Regions from separate parts of the Mus musculus genome. Here region 1 is linked to region 2. Evidence: chromatin contacts called from public Hi-C data. All regions are on one chromosome and are shown on one strand. Each heading gives the region's core, a stretch centred on a gene start, on an enhancer-like site or on the middle of the called end of the contact. The rest is flanking DNA. Distances are from core to core; before and after follow the strand shown. Region 1 has its middle 7.7 kb from the start of Gm35704. Region 2 overlaps Katnal1 (katanin p60 subunit A-like 1).

Region 1 (6,511 bases), core at 205-2,704, 440 kb after region 2:
GGTTAGACCCTCTGACTAGAGAGAGGCGAGGAGTATAGAGTCTCCGGGTATAGGTGTGAGGAGGTAGATGATGGATAGCAACAGAGATTTGAGAATTGGGGATAGGGGTCTCCATTAACCTCTACTTCAAATCTGTCCTCCATCCCAGCATCTCATGAATTCATGACTGCTCAAGGAAACCCAATTGCTGGCTCCGTTCAGTATGCTGGAAGGTGCTATGTGCAGGCTGCCTGCTAGACACCACATCACCGTGGCACAGTGGACGCTTGGAGGATGGGGCAACTCTGTGTTGGTCACCCTGGGGGTATCAGTAGCGGGGGTGTCTCCCACCACCCATCTGGCAGAGGCTAGAGGGTACCGTGTCACCTGGAGACTGTCACGGCTCCCACAGTCATTCCGACCCCTCTGCGGGGAGTGGCTTTGAATGTGGGCATCGCCTAACCATGTCCAACTGGGAGAAAGCAGACAGCCTCTCTGCTGTGGAAATTCTTTAGTGCTAAAATAGCCTGAATTGGCTTATAAGGGTTAGACGTGTAGAGACCAGAGCTGGCAAAACTTAGTTATGCAGAAAAGAGAAGCAAGATTAAGGGCATATGGTGACATTCCCCAACCTTCATGAATGCAGACTGATTTAATCCACAGACAACTTCACACCCTAGGTATTATGTTTATTCTCATAGGAAATGATGCACAGACGTATTTAGCCACCCTACAGAGTTACACAACAACAAGGAGGCAGAACTGGGGCTATGATCCCAGGCAGGACAGCAGGAAGATCTGTGTCTGTGCTCGGAAATGGCCGAGGCAGCGTGGGAGCGCTCAGGGTTCATCCCCAGAATCTCTTTCTGTTATCGGTGCGATCTCACACGAGCTTCGGTTTCTTTAGTTGAGTGTGAAAGAGATCCACTCTATCTTACCAGGACACAGAGGGTTTACATGAGCTGATATTGTCTCCGGTTTTGCTGGCAAGCCAAAATCCACTCACCCGGACCTGGACTCTATGTGGCTTCTTTAAATAAACTGCTGCACGGACCAGCAGCTCAATGGATGAAGCCTCATCCGGCTTTAGACAGGAGCCCTGTATCCAGTTTGTGGCGCCATGGAAAACCCGTGAGACTTTTTTGCTTGTCGCTGCCTTGCCAGCTCAGCCCAAACCCTTCTGGTGAGGCAGGCTGCTGCTGTTCTCTTTGCTGAGGGTGAGGGGTGGGGTTGTGGCTGGCAGCCTGTTGGGCCTGCGCAGTCCTGCCAGGGTCTCACCATAAGCTCTTGATATCAGCAGAGGCCGTGGGCCTGGCAGGGGAAGGCTGGAGCCATCCTGTCCAGCCAAACACCAGGTCTCTGGAAAATAGTGGAGAGCAGGAAGCAGGCCTGTGTGGGAGAGGATGCGCGGCAGCCTGGGTACCACTCACTTCTTGCTTTATATCAGCTGACCAGGGATGCTCAGCAAAATAACGATGAGGGCAGCTACGGAAGGGCAGTCCCAGAAAAATCTTCCTCCAGGCAGCGGAAAAGAATCTCATTTCTGAAGACAGGGAAGGGGTGAAGGGTCGAGGGTGGGGTGGGGCCTAGGTTGGGTGCACCGGTGGTCCTTTGTCTTAGAACATGATCCAGAATAATAAGTACCAGGTGTTTTCACTTATAGTATAGGGCTCAGCGAATATTCAAGGGCCCTTCTCGGGGCTTTTCTTTTTTCTACAAACCTAGAGTTTTTCTTTCACATCTGATCTCTGAACGCTTTTAGGTTTCTTGTCTTTCTTTCATAGATGTGTTTTTCTGGCATGCAATGATGCCCACTTCTTGTGCTGAGGGTGGGGGCGGAGTTGACCCAGGGCTATGCACGGCCCAGGACATAGGCTTCTCAGCGGAGCCACACCAAGCTCTAGCCTGCTCCTGCTCACAAACTTGAGCTACAAGTCCCAGGGTTTACACCTCAGTTGGAGCCCTGAGCCACCGCTAAAAATAGCCTGCCACTGACAGCCACCCTCCTCCTTGCTTCTGGACTCAGAGCTGTGCCACTAAAGATTCACAAGGCTAAATTCTCCCCAAAGATAAAATCATAAATTAGATTATATTTTTCCTAGCAAGCACTACTGAAAATGCAGCAAGGAAGTGGATTTTTAAAAACACTAAAGGTAATACTTTAAGCCTTCATTCTTTCTGTCTGTCCGTGTCCCCCGCACACACAACCCCAGTCTGTGTGCAAGCAAAGGCCAGAGGTTTGTGTACAGTATCTTCTTCAGTCACTTCCCACCTTATTATTTTTGCTTATTTTATTTTATGAGTGTGAGTGTTTTGCCTGTATGTGCGTATATGCATCATGTGTATTTGTGCCCACAGAGGTCAGAGGAGGTCGTAGGATTCCTTGGAGCTGGAGTGACACACAGTTGTGAGCTGCCCAGTGGGTGCTGGGAGTCTAACCTGGGCCCTTTGTAAAAGGAACACATGCTCTTAAACTCTGGGCCATCTCTCCAGCCCCCTCAGGGTCACTCACGGAACCTGGAGTTCACTGGCTGCACTAGACTGGCCGGCCAGTGACCCTGGGGTTCTCTTGAGCCAGGCTCTCAGAGGTAAAGTAGAACATGGCTCATGGCTCGATGAGGTAGGGTGACACAGGAGCTGAGTTGTGACTGCCACATCAGAACAGTCACATAACATAATAGGTTAGTAACACAGCAGGTGCAAAGGTCCTGAGGTAGAGAATCAATCACCCAGTAAGGCCAAGGAGCAGAGGTGTGGTTGTGTCAGGGAAAGAATGAAAAACTGCTCCACTCACAGAAAGGTTAGCAGGGACCGAGTGTGTGTGTGTGTGGGGTGGGCGCTCTGAGTACTAGTGGGAGGGGCAGGGTTTATGGCAATGCCCTGGTGGACTCTGTGGCAGGTTTTAAGGTTTTTAAAATATTTATTTATTTATATGAGTACACTGTAGTTGTACAGATGCTTGTGAGCCATCATGTGGTTGCTGGGAATTGAACTCGGGACCTCTGCTCACTCAGGCCCCGTTTGCTGTTCCGGCTCAAAGATGTATTTATTATTATTATATCAAAGTACACTGTAGCTGTCTTCAGACACACCAGAAAAGGGCAGCAGATTTCATTATGGATGGTTGTAAGCCATCATGTGGTTGCTGGGATTTGAACTCTGGACCTCTGAAAGAACAGTCAGTGCTCTCAACCGCTGAGCCATCTCTCCAGCCCCTGTGGTAGGTTTTTTTTTTTTTTTAAGAAAGGGAGAGATTTGATTGATTTGTGTTTTACAGGACCTCTATTGTCAAGGACTTGCTGCAAACATAATAAATACAGGTAAACACAGGAGGCAGGACAAGGGTAAAGGGGAATATCTGGCTACAGTTATTTCTAGGGGAGTTAGAGAGGGGGTATTTGGGGAAGGGGGAGATAAGTACAGGAAGGGAGCCGAGTAAAATGGCAGCGAGGATGTCTAGGAAGCCACCGTCCTGGCTTCTCACATTTTTGTTTTTCCCTGTTAGGCAGACTATCATTTGCTGAACTGCCGTGGCTGCCTTGGCAGGCAGAGAGAGTGAATTCATCGTGTTTTTATTTTGGGATGCTTTTACATCATGGGTACTGAGTCAGAAATGTCGCATGATGGGAGGACCTTTGAGTCACCCCCTTGACTGAGGACGGAGCAATGTAGAACATTCATGTGGCCCTTTGAGTGAGATTCAGCCTTCATTGGAGGTTTTTTTTTTTTTTTTCCCCAGTAACTGGCCTGTTGTGACAGTGACAATGGCTGGCTCTCAGCAGAGAGAAGCCTTTTAGTTAGTTGATACAATACTTGAGACCTAAATGACAGTGTATCCAGTGGTTTGAACCCCGGCCAGATTAAGTCTCATGTGAGGACAGGGAGAGAGAAGAAAGGATGGGGGTCTGGCATCGGTGATGAGTTAGTGTCTGAATGACAAGCCTGGCAGCAGAAGGAGGAAGGGAGGGAAGAGGAGAGGAGAGGAGAAGAGAGGAGAGGAGAGGAGAGGAGAGGAGAGAAGAGAAGAGAAGAGAAGAGAAGAGAAGAGAAGAGAAGAGAAGAGAAGAGAAGAGAAGAGAAGAAGAGAAGAGAAAAGAGCCTTGGCTAGGCCATGCCACCAACCCCTGAGACCAGGCTCAGCAAAACCACAGAAAAAACTCAGAAGAAAGAAACTAATCTCTATGACCCTCGAATTGCTCATCCATCCATCCATCTATCCATCCATCCATCCATCCATGCATCTACCCATCCATCCATCCACCCATCCTTTCATCCACTTATTCATTCATTCATTCATTCATTCATTCACTCACTCACTCATGCATCCATCCATTCATTCATTCATTCATTCACTCACTCACTCATGCATCCATCCATTCATCTGTCACTCAGTCACAGAACTATACTGTTCCAGGGGTCCCGTTAAGCAAATTTCTGCCACGGAGACAACAAATGCCTGAGATAAACAGTTCACAAGGAGGAAAAGCTTGTTCTGGCTTTGGCTTCAGTTGGCCCCTGCTGCTTTGACCGCACAGCAGGAACACCCTGCTGATCAAACACGCTCATCTCATAGCAGCCAAGAAAATCGAGAGAAGGGGGTAGGCGGGGAGGACTGGGCTGGAGACCCAGCATCTGTTTCAAGGTCTTACCTCAGCGCACCTAACTATCTCACTAGGCCCCACTTCCTGAAGGTTCCACTGCCTCTCAGTCACACCGTGACCAATCCTTTGGCAAGCAAGCCTTTAATGCACTGGCCTATGGGGGATGTTTAGGATCCAGGGAATTCATAACAAGGGGCTGTGTTAACAAGCTGACACATGCAAAATCAGGGCATTCCACTTTGCCAGGGAGCAGGGAGGGGGAAGAGTCATTTCCTGAGGTTCAAGGGAAGAGAAGGTGTGAACAGAGTGGTGTGGAGTGGAGTTCAAGCATGGGAGGGTAGGGTAGAGGAAGGTAGAGGAGGGAGCATGTGGCCTTCTAGGCAGAGGGAACACGTGTGCAGAGGCCGTGTCGCTGTAAGGCTGTACTTGAGCAGCTGAGCACAGTGAGGGAACTATACAAGTGTCTGTTGCCGTGATGAAACTCCGTGACCAAAAAGCAAGTTGGGGAGGACGGATTTACTTGGCTTATACTTCCATATTGCTCTTCATCACTGAAGAAAGTCAGGACAGGAACTCAAACAGGACAGGAAGCTGGAGGCAGGAGCTGATGCAGAAGCCATAGTGGGGTGTTACTTACTGGCTTGCTCAGCCTGCTTTCTTATAGAACCCAGGACCACCAGCCCAGGGATGGCTCCACCCACATTAGGCTGGGCCCTCCCCATCAATCATTAATTGAGAAAAGACCTTACATCTGGATCTCATGAAGGTCTTTCCTCAACTGAGGCTCCTTCCTCTCTGATGACTCTAACTTGTGGCAAGGTGATATAAAAACCGGCCTCGGTACAAGAAGAAAGCCAAATGGGGTGACACGAGGCAGAACGAAAACGGCTGGATCATTGATTGTCAACTTGTCTCAATGAGATCACCTAGGAAGTCTCCATAAGGAGTGGTCTAGCTCAGAACGGCCTCTGAGGGGTTGTTCTGATGACAGTAATCGATGTAGAAATACCCAGCCCACAGTACATGCTACCACCTAGGCGGAGGGTACTGGACTTAGTGTAGAGCAAGCTGGGCCCTAAGAAAAACATGTTCCTGCTCTTGCTCCAGCCTTGACTTCTGTGTCTTAATTCTTCTTCTCCTTCTTTTCTTCTTCTCCTCCTCTTCCTCCTCCTCCTCCTTCTTCTTGTTTTTCTTCTTCTTCTTTTCTGCTTCTGCTTCTTCCTCCTTCTCCCTTCCTTCCTTCTTCTTCTTCCTCCTCCTCCTCCTTCTTCCTTTTTCTCTTCCTCCTCCTTCTTTCCTTCTTCTTCTGTTGGGGTGTTCAGACACTTGCATACCCAGCTTGGAAAGTTTGGGTCAGTAGGAATGTGAAACAGCTCTTTTAGACAATATTCAATGAAACCATCTCCTGTTATCTGGGATAAACAAAGGCTATATAAACCTTGAGGAGTGGTAGGGGTTTTCAGGGTGAGTGTACATTATTGGCTGGGGATTAGGTGCAGGGAATGCTTCATTTGCATGATGAGGAATGCCAGATGCTTGCTGGTTATGTCCTTACATAGAGAGAGGAAGTTAAACCTGTAATTCGGACATGACTGCCTCAACAGTGGTGGAGGTATTCGGTCATAGGACTATGTGTCCCGGGGCATACAGGCCCAGAGCAGGGAGGGATCAATTCTCACTTCTGCCATCTTGACCTTGTTGAATTAATTAATTAATATTTCCTGCTGGTGGGTTCGATACCCACCCCACTGGTCTAGGTTCCCAACTGAAACACACACAGAGTCTTTATAGTTTGATATACCCTTAAACAGCTCAATAGCTGGGCCACTGCCCATGGTAACCTCCATATGGTCAATCACACCTCCCACCAATAATCCCAAGTTATTACATACTAAACTGTATGTATTTGGGGGGGGGGTCCAGACAGGGTT
Region 2 (6,386 bases), core at 3,215-5,714:
CACTAAACCATTTACTCTCCTGTTGTCATGGTGGGATCAGTGCATTTAGCAAGTGTATCAAGAAAATGATGAATGCCAGGTGTGGTGGCACACACCTTTAATCCCAGCACTCTGGAGGCAGAGGCAGGCGGATTTCTGAGTTCAGGGCCTGATTGGTCTACAGAGTGAGTTCCAGGACAGCCAGGTCTACAGAGAGAAACCCTGCCTCAAAAAACAAACAACAAACAAATAAGGAAACAAGCCAGCCCTTGTCTCTCTCGGGTCAGAGGCAGCCAGAGAAAAGCTCATAACTGGTGGTCTGAGCAGGTATGGTGGCTCACGATCCTGGCGTGTGGGAAGTTGGCTCACGTCTATGATCCTGGCTTGTGGGAAGTTGGCTCACATCTATGATCTTGGCATGTTGGAAGTATGCATAGCTGTCCTGGGGCCCAGGAGATGGCTCCATGGTGAAGACAGTGTGCTGTTCTCGCAGAGGAGCTGCACTCAGCTCCCAGCACCCACATAAGACTCACGAGCTCTTGTTCTCCAGCTGTAGGGGATGCAATGCCCTCTTCTGGTCTGTGGGGTCACCTGCACTTTTGTGTACATGTTCCTACACACATCACACACACACACACACACACAAAGACACAGTTTAATTTGCTTAACTATATTTACAGAAAAAGACATCCAAACGTTCTTAAAAATTAGCCTCTATCTCAGCCCCTGAAACTCATGGCTTTGAAGATGGCAGCCTCTCTGCTTTAAGCCCATCTCTCTTGCTATGCAGCCGCAGCATCTCAACTACGAATTCCCAGCCAGGTGTGAAGGTGAATGTGAGCTGCCCGGTCGCCCGACTGTTGGTGCCAGCACACAGGTCCACAGCAGTGTTGCCCTTGGTTACCCAAGCATCCCCACTCCAAGACTGCCAGACATGCTCACCTTCCATGGCCTTCTAATCCCTTTGAAAAAGTCAGGCATCCACATGGGCAGGACAACAGCTTCCCGGAGCAACTTCTTAGCCTCCTCCAGGTCTGCTATGTCATCCCTTTGGAAGAACAGTTGCACACTTATTCAAGCCACACCTCTGACTTAAGGCCAGGTTATTACTTTAAATTTGCTTACTTACAAAACTGTTCTTATAGTAAGACTGTATTGTGATCCTTACTATATGAAAATGATCAGCGAGAACATCCTGGAGTTATTAATTAGAACACATTATGCAGCGAGCAAACTCTATCAGTGTGTCGACAGCAAGTTAACATAGAAAGCATCCTTGGTTGGACGCTGACAGGATGGGTATTACAGACAAAGGCGTCATCAGGAGACCAGGGAGGAGAGGAGACCCACAGCAACCCACCCTTAGGATGAGTTTCCTTCTCTACCACAACTCAAGACGCTCACTCACCAGTGAATGCTAGGGTTCCTGGACACAATGTCCCTCTCCAGGGCTTCCACCAGATCCTTATCATACCCGGCGCCATCAAACTTGGGAATCTCGCTGTCACTTGCACCATCTTGCACATTTTTCCTTGCCTGGAGGTGTGAGTAAGAGAAGTTATGGCCAGTGACAACATAACATATCATAACTGATATCATCAAGCTTTCGATATATAATGTGTGCCCATGTGCATGTGTGCGTGTATATATACGAATGTGTGCATGTGGGTCCACATGTCTATGGGGCTGGGATGAAACCCAGAGCCTGTATGTGTATGCTGGGCAAGCACCTTAGTCCTGAGCTACATTCCTGTCCAGAGGAACCGCTTTAAAAGACTATTTTCTTGCTATTTAAAATGCTATCTTCTGATTGCCTAGATGCCATCCCACCCTATTTAACTCAGCAGACCTGTCTCAACTGGACAGGCTTTGTAATCCTCCTCCCAGCTACACTCCTTGGCGGACAGTCCCAGGTAAGAGTTCACTAGCCTGCCTCTGACTCCCTGGATGCAAAGCATCTGCACCTCTGCTAGAGAACAGACTGCTGATGTGCAAGGCGAACGTCAGGTACTGAGCACTGCCTGGCCTTATGACAGAACAGCTCACACGGTGCTCATTTAATGTAACACCCAACCCTGCGACTGCTTTTCCTTTCTTTGTGGATAAGGAAAACAGGGAAAGCCAACTAACTAAGGGCTTCTCTGCTTTTCTGCTACAGAGCCCTGGCTGTCCTAGACTCGCTTTGCACACCAGGCTGGCCTCAAACTCAGAGAGGCCCACCTGCTTCTGCCGCATGCGCCACCACGCCTGGTACTTCTCAGCCTTTTGACTAAAATTAAATGTAAATGCTAAGTCCGGCTCCATTTACCAGTAAACGTTGGGACAGAACATGTAGCTCAGGCCTTCCTGCCTCCTCAAGCAGCCCCTTTCCTCGGTTCTCCAGTTTCACAGCTGACTGAGCTGCTTAAAGAGCACAGTGAATGGCCAAGCTGACAGATCCCCCAAAGCAGCCAGTACAAAGGCTACAGGCGAGATGGACCTGGGACTTTCCTGCACTTACAAGCTTTCCCCAGCTACTGAGTCACCACACAGGACTCAATGGTCTCCTTCAGGACAGCTCTTGGGGCCCTATCACAGAGTTACTCAGCATGGCCCCAAGCAAGTGCAGTCATAACATCCAGCCCCAACCCCCACCCCAGCTCTCCCGCCTCCTTCTGCTCAGGACCTTTCAGACCCACTGCTTAGAGGACCCTTTTCAACCACAGAATCAAGAGCTAAAGAAAAGTTTAGTCTGTCCTAAGTCCTTTTGCTAATATTGTGGCTTTAAGAAAAAAAAAATTCTAGGCTCCTATTCTATGAGCTGCAGGACTCTGCAAGCGTCCTGCAGTGCTGAGGTGGTGAATGTGACGATGCTCTGATTTCTCAGGGATTCCAACCACAAGATCAGCTTTAATGTGTAGAGCCACACCCCTTCAAGAGCATCAGCCCCTTTCTGTCTGATAGAAAAATGAAGGGCAAGGGGTCCAGTGAGGAGACAACAGACCATGATAGACTTCTCCAGTTTCACTTCTGAGGTAAACAAAGAAGCAGTCAGTACCAGAAGAGAACCAAATGGCTCCTGTGGCAAATGTCCTGATCATCTGAGCCTCCGAGCAAATGGCCAAACAGTGTGTTGGTGACCTCATCTTGAGGACCTGCTCACTTGGGCAGACTAGTGCTAGGGCTAGGTCAAGTGCTTAGTAATATCCTTGTAGCAAAAGTGGCAGGTATTAAAACTGACTCTATTAAAACAAGCTCCTAGCATAACAACACAACAAACAATACCAACCAACTTAAAACAAGTTCTGTCTCGGATCACATTTTACGACGTGGCTAGGCCATGGCTATGAGTCACTCGCAAGTCAAACCCTGGGAACACTATGACCATTCTCCAGTATGCTCGAAACGAGGTAGTGAGAGCATCAACAGGGGCCGACTTTGTGATTTCAGATTTGCCACATGGAAAGTGAAGTTCAAATCTCACTTTCACACAAATGCCCTCAGAACAGGGAGGCGAGGCTGGCTCGATACACACCAAGAGGAAGGAAAAGCCCCATCTCTGACTCAAAGAAATGGGAATCGTGGGACTGTCCAAAGGCAGATGTGAGCAGGTATCAGACAGCTCATCGGATTGCTAGCACGGTTTCCAGGCAGGGTGAGGATGCACTGTGGCCCTCTCTAAGCACCTATCCAGCCCCCCGTGGGAAAGCCGAGCTGTTGACGTGACTGAGGACAGGATGGAGAAACGGGCAGCATCCGATCTGACCTGCACTTCAGACAACCCTGGTGGCTACTGCTGGAAAGGATGATGGGAAGGAGGAGGAATCTAACAAGTAAAACCCTTTCCTGCACAGAGAAGTCGGTGCGAGCCTCTGAACGACCTGGCCAGTCAAAGCAAGATGGTGAAGGGAGAACTCTGAGGCTACAGCAGAATCACCGTGAAAGTGGGCGAGTAGTGTCATTATCACAAACATAAAATAGGGCGGGGAGAGCTGATACATACGCCGTGTGCCTGAGCAGAAGTAGTCCATTAGCTGCACTACTTTAATAAACAGACAGCTTTCAAGCAATGAAGCTGACATCTGGGACATGGGGTCTTCTACAGAACACTAGACTGGAACATCACAGAGTGACCTCAGAACTCTTTCCTTAGATTTGCGCACGAAGCACTAAGGTCAGAATTAGCAACCATTTGACAGTGTGAAGGCTGATAGACACTTTTCTTTTCCCTAAAGCAAAATAGTTAGCTTCTTTGTACTAATTTCTAAATTATTCAAATCAAGACAACTTCCGTAAGGATCTTTTGTGAGTCGTGCCTCTTATTCTATGTGAAGAAAATGAGGCTCTAAGTGACAAAGCAAATATTTATAGCTTGCAGTCAGTGACTGACACAGCCTGTCCCCAAATGCAAATAGCATGCGCATCTTCCTTTGCAGCTCCTCTCACTGTGGGACTGAGTGATTAAGACACAGACAGCTACTGCTCTGTGCCGTGCATTTTACAGACACATTGTTCAATGACCAGCTGAGAAATGGCTCGCACATCACACCACGTGGAGGAGGATTCCGGGAAATGTGGGCCACGAAAGCCAATGAGCTACTACTGGAACCACCACCCTTGGCTGCTGTTACTGCGGAGGCCGATAGGAAGCAACAGAAGAGGCGGGTTTCAGATCAACATAGGATTTTTCTGACAGCGTGTCCTGTTTGACAAAGATACTGCCTTTCTAGTCAGGCAGTGAACTACATACAGTCACCCGAACATCTCCGAGCTGTAGACGGCCTGTGGCTCTTTCTATAAAGCTGTTGCTTCTCCCATGTCCAACTTACCCTCTGCTGCCTGGACTCAGTAGATAAAAACAAATGCAAAATTTCTTAGACGTATCATTTCTTTCTTTCCTCCCTTCCCTGCCTCCCTCCCTCCCTCCCTTCCTTCCTCTTTTTCTTGGTGTCAAGATTAATTACATCCATGGTTGGGTAAGCACTCTTATCAAAGAACTACATTCTCAGCCTCAATATATCAATTATACATATTTAATTGTTTTTGTTTTTAAATGTGTCTGTGTGTGTGTGTGTGTGTGTGTGTGTGTGTGTGTGTGTGTGTGTAAGCCAGGGACATGAGATCCTCCTGGAGCAGGAGTCACAGGATTGTGAATTACCTGACCAAACTCAGGTCCTCTAGGAGAGCAACAAGTGCTCTTAACCATTGAGCCATCTCTCCAGCTCCAATATCTCTTCTGTAAACTGCTAATTCTGTATAATCTTTTTCATGCCTCTGTTTGTCTCCCACTGTCAGGTCAGTCTAGCAGCTGACATCCACAATGCTCACGGTGTTGGTGCCCTGGGAACCTAGCACATATCAGCACATTCAAGAAGCGAGGAAACTGGCAAACCAAGTCAGCCGCCCGTCCAAGCGGCAACAGCGGCCTAGGCACTCTAGCTGTGGGCCTGGGCTTGCAGCCAGTTTGTTCACAGGGCACACTGCTGCACATGGGGGCTGCTTCCACCCCACAGCAGAAACAAACACAGGAAACGTTAGACAAGGACGCCAGCCTGCAGCCCACCGGAGCCCTACTGCCCCACAAAGTAACGCAGGCAGACAATGCAGAGCACACTTACTGACGTGGGTGCAGCGCCCTACACTGCCCAATCAGGATACAAGGATTGTAGCAACAGATCCACAGCAAGCTCTGTGCTCACCAATATGCACACTCTTCCCACAATAGTCATGAGCAGGTTTAGTGTGCCAGGCTCTGTTCTAGGCACAGAATACAGCAATGAAGCAAAAAGACTGAGACCTCAGTGCTCATGAGGTTTAGGAGGAATAAATGAAATATGGTTGCTAAGACTTCACATTCAATCTTCCCATTTATAAAACACCACATTTAAACAGAGATCACAAACCCTTGGAAACTTGACAACCTTGAAACTGAGAAAAAGCTCAACAAAAATATACAAATTCTAAAATCAAGAGCTGAGGAATGCTCACGGAGCTCGGCTGAATCCCAGTAAAGGTGCTCACCCTGAGGGAAACACACAGGTGAGACAAAACCTCCCCATAACCCAAGAGCACATCTCTCAGACACCAAGATCATAAATGGGAAAAGAAATCCAATGTGGATTTAAAAAAAAAAATAGTGCCAACCTCTACATACGTGCAATTCAGCCACAGCTATAGAGATAAAAAATGCCGTAAGATTACAAATATGAAAATGGATAGATTGTTTAATGTGAGAAGACCAGAATAAGAGGGTCCTTAAGATACCCCACTGATGAAAAATAGCCACAAAGAAGTTTCCAGTCTCCTAAGTTATAAAGTATTCATACAACACACAGTAAATATTCCTGTAAAACCATGGCCCCTTCAAGAGACCAACGATGACAATGATGTTGAACACTGACAGTGGTGTGGAGACCTGTGCCTCCTAC

What was found. Hi-C and Micro-C count contacts between places; a contact is called where the count stands out from the background.
Region 1: a Hi-C map of cerebral cortex shows a contact between it and region 2, with 2.4 times the contacts expected there. The contact joins two enhancer-like sites. A contact is called at or near these places in 3 of 15 datasets of contacts at CTCF or cohesin (the NIH/3T3 cell line, large pre-B cells and pro-B cells), 19 of 484 Hi-C or Micro-C datasets (CD4 T cells, CD8 T cells, the G1E-ER4 cell line and 12 more) and 7 of 115 datasets of contacts at active chromatin or transcription factors (T-cell acute lymphoblastic leukemia, craniofacial prominence, embryonic fibroblasts and 4 more).

The regions. Positions count from the first base shown.
Region 1 is chr5:149,336,982-149,343,492 of GRCm38.p6, forward strand. No RefSeq gene overlaps it. Among named protein-coding and RNA genes, the nearest start is that of Gm35704, 7.7 kb to the right of the region's middle. Within about 2 kb of position 1,455, at least 43 of the 459 cell types and tissues checked have an H3K27ac peak or open chromatin away from gene starts, as enhancers often do. A contact at or near this core is called in the G1E-ER4 cell line, cerebellum and cerebral cortex, where this site is marked.
Region 2 is chr5:148,892,762-148,899,147 of GRCm38.p6, forward strand. Katnal1 (katanin p60 subunit A-like 1) reads right to left here. Exons shown (of 11, transcript NM_153572.2): 5 at 1,388-1,515; 6 at 922-1,027. Among named protein-coding and RNA genes, the nearest start is that of Katnal1, 33 kb to the right of the region's middle. Within about 2 kb of position 4,465, at least 112 of the 459 cell types and tissues checked have an H3K27ac peak or open chromatin away from gene starts, as enhancers often do. A contact at or near this core is called in the G1E-ER4 cell line, cerebellum and cerebral cortex, where this site is marked.